2 separate regions of the Sus scrofa genome follow, and region 1 is linked to region 2. The links are chromatin contacts, called in public HiChIP or PLAC-seq maps. All regions are on one chromosome and are shown on one strand. Each heading gives the region's core, a stretch centred on a gene start, on an enhancer-like site or on the middle of the called end of the contact. The rest is flanking DNA. Distances are from core to core; before and after follow the strand shown. Region 1 has its middle 35 kb from the start of TMEM92. Region 2 holds the start of SGCA (sarcoglycan alpha).

Evidence for each region. HiChIP or PLAC-seq counts read pairs in DNA pulled down with a chosen protein or histone mark.
Region 1: a contact with region 2 is called in an H3K27ac HiChIP or PLAC-seq map of alveolar macrophages. The contact joins the enhancer-like site here to the promoter of SGCA in region 2. A contact is called at or near these places in 14 of 47 Hi-C or Micro-C datasets (alveolar macrophages, embryonic fibroblasts, epiblast stem cells and 8 more) and 2 of 2 datasets of contacts at active chromatin or transcription factors (alveolar macrophages and skeletal muscle).

What each region holds. Positions count from the first base shown.
Region 1 is chr12:26,500,038-26,502,737 of Sscrofa11.1, forward strand. No RefSeq gene overlaps it. Among named protein-coding and RNA genes, the nearest start is that of TMEM92, 35 kb to the left of the region's middle. Within about 2 kb of position 1,379, at least 6 of the 83 cell types and tissues checked have an H3K27ac peak or open chromatin away from gene starts, as enhancers often do. A contact at or near this core is called in alveolar macrophages, where this site is marked.
Region 2 is chr12:26,355,388-26,358,087 of Sscrofa11.1, forward strand. SGCA (sarcoglycan alpha) reads left to right here and starts at 1,407. Exons shown (of 10, transcript NM_001144122.1): 1 at 1,407-1,458; 2 at 2,527-2,646. The coding sequence starts at 1,422.

The DNA of each region.
Region 1 (2,700 bases), core at 129-2,628, 140 kb after region 2:
CCCTCATAGGCCAACAGGTGCTTGACATGTAGCTGTCAGGGTAACTCATTCAACATCCCATTGAAAATTACTATTCAACCTATAACAACATAGTAGTAGTAAGCATATAAATAAATAAATAGCATAATGCCTCATCAGTTGTAGAGTGTTCTAGAGGGTGAGGACTGCTATGGAAAAAAAAAAACAGGGCAAGGGGAATAGGGCTGTGGGGCAGAATGGATACAACCAAAAGCAGGGAGGCCAGGGGAGCCCTTTGAAGAGTCATTTGAGCAAAGACTTGAAGGAGGCAAATAAGCGACCTTTGTTGATATCAAGGAAACTTGTTCCAGGAAGAGGGAACAGCAGGTGCCGAAAGCCAGCAGTAGGATCGCATCGGGAGTGTTGGCGGACATTGAGGAGGCCGGCGTGGCTGCAGTGGAGGAGATCTTCAGAAAATAATAGGACTGGGAGTTCCCGTTGTGGCTCAGTGGAAATGAATATGACTAGTATCCATGAAGACAAAGGTTCGATCCCTGGCCTTGCTCAGTGGGTCGGGGATCCGGCGTTGCCATGAGTTGTAGTGTAGGTTGCAGACGTGGCTCAGATCTGGCATTGCTGTGGCTGTGGCGTAGGCTGGCGGCTACAGCTCTGATTAGACCCCTAGCCTGGGAACCTCCATATGCCTCAGGTGCAGCCCTAAAAAGACAAAAAAGAAAATAACAGGACTGAACCAGTGGATTCAGTTTTCCTGATAACTCCAGCCTTTGATGTGGTTTAGCACATACCCATTTGTGACTTAGAGTCTGGGCCTAAACAACTGTCCTGGGCAACACTGTGGTCCCGGGTCACTTTACTACATTCTGAAGGGTTTAATCTCAAGGAAACAAGCAAACCCTTCTCTCTGCAAAGGGGGGTAAAAAATGAAAATGGGCCAGAAAATGAAAATTGTGTCACCCAAAGGAGGCAGAGGGATGTGCAGGAAGGGTCCCAGTTCTGCCACTTAGAACAAGTCCCCATGCTGGCCTCACTGCATCTGCTTCCACATATGTAAAATGGGGTGATAACCTCCACGACTATGAGGCTAGAATTCAAAAACAAGCCCCCAGCCCTCAGCATATGGCCATGCCCCCTGCCTCCCGCCAGATCTCAAATCCACAGGCAGCTCAGGTGCCGGGTAAGATCTCTGCATGGCTTTGTCTATTTTTTAATACTGAATTCTTCCACTTAGAATAATGCTGGGGAAAAAATGTTGGAGCCTAAATCCTAAACAAATAAAACTCATGAAACAGCTGGCACCGTTCACCTTGTAACCATTCAAAAGGACATGGCCTAATGCCCACTTGACTCCCTTGGTTGCTGGGCAGCTTGCCCTCTGGGACTCCTTGTCCTCTGCTGCCATCGCCTGGAAGGAAGAGGGACTGGAGGGACACAGAGGGAGGGAGACCCATGGAGAGGACAATAGCAAGGACCCTTCTTGCCAGTATGGAGGCTCTGGACGTACCCCACAGAGGCCAGCAGTGCATCTCACATGAAAAGGCAAGTGGTGTGGCTTGAAAAGCTTGGTTTATAGGCCCTTTTCAGCACCCACAGATGGTTCACTCTCCAAGGAGGAAGTCCTAACAATGACAGATCTAGTCCACCGCCTTCCCCAAGGCTGAACTACACCACAGGGTAGAATCAGGATTCCAACTCACAGCCCTAAATCCAAATCCAGGGCTGTTTTAAAGCCTGGCTCCTCAGAGTACAGTCCTCGGACCGGCTGCCAATGCATCATCTGGGAACTTGTTAGAAAAAGGCAGAATCTCAGTCCCAGCAGAAATCTATCAAATCAGCATTTTAATAGGTCCCACAGGCACATGTGTGAGAGCACATGGAGCAGTGACTTTGAACACACTGCCTTCCAATTCTCCTAGGCACATTACAATGCTTATTTCCCCCAATGAAAATCACATTGTTTTTCCCTGCTTATAAAGAAATTCAGACAATATAGGAACATTTAAAGTGGAAAGCCATAAATATTGTGATGTATAAATACCCTTCTAAACATCTACCATGTGCGTACACAGACACTTTTACAAAAATCAGATTGTATTCTAAATACTCTCATATAGTCTTCTTTTTACATAAGATTCTCTTCTCTTTTTTTAATTTTAATTTTAGTTTTTTGTCTTTTTAGGGCCCACCTGAGGCATATGGACGTTCCCAGGCTAGGGGTCAAGTCGGAGCCGTAGCTGCCAGTCTACACCATGGCCACAGCAACGGGATCCGAGCCGCATCTGCAACCTACCCCACAGCTCACGGCAATGCCGGATCCTTAACCCACTGAGCGAGGCCAGGGATCAAACCCATGTCCTCATGGATCCTAGATGGGTTTGTTAGCAATTGAGCCACGATGGGAAGTCCTAAGATTCTTTTCTTTGCGATATGCAGAGGTTCCTGGGCCAGGGATTGAACCTGTTCCACAGCAGTGACGATGCCAGATCCTTAACCCATTGAGCCACAAGGGAACTCCTTACTTAAGATGTTTTAAAAGAGCACTTGCTCAATGAATATTTGTCAAATGAAAAAAACGGAGTAAACAGGAGTTACTGTTGTGGCTTAGTGGGCTACAAACCCAACTACCATCCATGAGGATGCAGGTTCAATCCCTGGCCTAGCTCAGTGGGTTAAGGATTGGCATCGCCATGAGCTATGGCATAGGTTGCAGATACAGCTCAGATC
Region 2 (2,700 bases), core at 157-2,656:
TCTTTATACCCCGTCTCTCTATCTGGCTTGTCCCCTCCAGGGCTTTCTCTCTTCCTAGACCTGGGGCGTATGCTGGGGAGTGGGGGGGGACCTTATCTGAGGACAGGGCTGGGTGAACAGGCACCCTCATGTACTATTCATGAAGCTGTCACTTCACCCTCTACACCTACCAGTTGCTGGGCCCTGGGCCAGCCCCAGGGATGCAAAGATTATAAGATCCCAATCTGTCTGCAACTCTGTGTGGTTGGGCTGTGCATGGGGCTGAGGGAGCCCCAGCTTGGCCTAGGGAAGGAGGGAGCACAGAAAAAGAGAGGATGCCCCTGCTGAGTCTTGAGAGGTGAGCAGAAGTTTGCTGGTTGGATGAGGGCAGGAAGGGAATTTGGGGCAGAGGGAATAGCATATGCAAAGGCATGTGGACTCAGGGGAGCTTATCAGGTTGTGGGGTGCCAGAGTGAGCTGGGCAGAAGCCTGGGGTAGTGTGTGTGTGTGTGTGTGTGTGTGTGTGTGTGTGTGTGTGTGTGTTGGGGGCGGGGTTAGAAAGAAGGGAAGGGGGAGTTCCCGTCATGGCTCAGTGGTTAATGAATCCGACTAGGAACCATGAGGTTGCGGGTTTGACCCCTGGCCTTGCTCAGTGGGTGAAGGATCCGGTGTTGCTGTGAGCTGTGGTGTAGGCCAGTGGCTACAGCTCCAATTCGACCCCTAGCCTGGGAACCTCCATATGCTGCGGGAAGCGGCCCTAGAAAAGGCAAAAAGACAAAAAAAAAAAAAAAAAAAAGAAAGAAAGAAAGAAGGGAAGGGGATTCTAGATAGGATGGCCAAGAACAGACAGGGCCTGAAAGCCACCAGCAGCTGGGAAACTCAGAGCAGTGGGAGCCCTTAGGGTTCTAAGGGGGGGATCAAGGCCATCAGGTTGGAGGTTTAGAAAATATACTCTGGCCCCGAGGAGGGGAGGATTGGAGGGACCTTGTCTTTTTTTGTTTGTTTGTTTTTTGTTTTGTCTTTTTGCCTCTTCTAGGGCCGCTCCCTCGGCATATGGAGGTTCCAGGCTAGAGGTCGAATTGGAGCTGTAGCTGCCGGCCTACACCACAGCCACAGCAACTCCAAATCCAAGCCGCGTCTGTGACCCACACCACAGCTCACGGCAACGGCGGGTCCTCAACCCACTGAGCGAGGCCAGGGATCGAATCCGCAACCTCATGGTTCCTAGTCGGATTCGTTAACCACTGAGCCACGACGGGAGCTCCTTGTCATGTGAGGAGGTGTCTGCCTTAGATTTAGTGCCTACTCTGGGAAGGGGTGGGGAGGGCCCCACGGGCTGAAGCCGGGCCCAGCTGCTCTGGGCCACTTTCCCGTTCCTCCCTCCGCCCTCCTCCCTGCTCCTGTCTCTGTCACTCACAGGGCAGGGCCAGCCTGGGGCGGCCATGGCAGCAACGCTGATCTGGATTTCTCTCCTCGTGGGCAAGTTGGGGGCTTCTTCAGGGGAGAGGCCCAGGTTGAGGGGGTGAGAGGTTCCTCAGGGGAGGGCTTGGGGGTCAGGGCAAGGCAGGAGCAGAAGGACTCTGGGGTGTGAATGCCACAGCTGGTGGGGGCTCCAGGGAACGGGGAGCTGGGACCTGGGAGGGGTGGGGTGTCCTGGGCCAGGCCGGGCCTAACCACACAGGTCCAGAGTGTCGTGGGCCCTTTAATGCGCTGGCTGGGCTGGCTTCTTTCTGAGTCCAGGCTAAATCTGGCTCTGGGAGGGTGCGGGGGCCGCTGGGGCAGGTCCTCTCCCTGGGGCTCGGGATCCTCTTCGCTCAGCTCTTAGTGGCCTCCAGTGGAGGCCCTGTTCCCCCCGGCTATTAAAGGAGGGGGGTGGGAACCCCAGAATGGCCACCTGCCTCCTCCAAGGGGTTCTTCCCTCTCTTCCTCCCACCCCTCCAGGCGCCCAGACAGTCAGCTTGGCATTCTTTTCCAAGTGCTTTTTTTTCCTAATTTTTTTTTTTAAATTATTTTTTTTAGGGCTGCACCCACAGCATATGGAGGTTCCCAGGCTAGGGGTCGAATCGGAGCTACAGCTGCCGCTTACACCACAGCTCATGGCAACGCCGGATCCTTAACCCACTGAGCGAGGCCGGGGATCAAAGCGGCATCTTCATGGATACTAGTCAAATTCGTTTCCACTGAGCCAGGAACTCCTCCAAGTGCTCTTAACATGCACGCATGTGTAGACACACACACACACATGCACACGCACACACACACCCCTCCCAGCCAGCCACTGTGACTCCCAATGGGAGCCTAACATGAAGAGTGAGGGGGCTTCCATGAATCCAAACCAAACTAAAGCCTGGGTTTCTTCGCTGGTTAAAGTGTGTGGCTCGGCCAGGGCCCCACCCCATCCTTCCTGGGAGCCAGCAAAGCTGTCCCCCTCCTCGCACACGTCTCTCTGGTCCCTTAGGGCCACCAGGGACTGGGTGAAAAGGGGAAGCTTATTCCTTGGCCAGGACTGAGGCTGGTCTGTGTGTTTGGGGGTGTGGGTCCCCACAGGTCTCCTGGCAGGGCTGGGGGGCACCGAGATCCAGCAGACCACCCTGCACCCACTCGTGGGCCGCGTGTTTGTATACACCCTGGACCATGATGCTTTCCTGCAGCTTCCTGAGCACGTTGGTAAGAGGGGCCTGGGGGCGCACTGGGTGGGCTGGTGGGGGGTGCAGGTGAAGG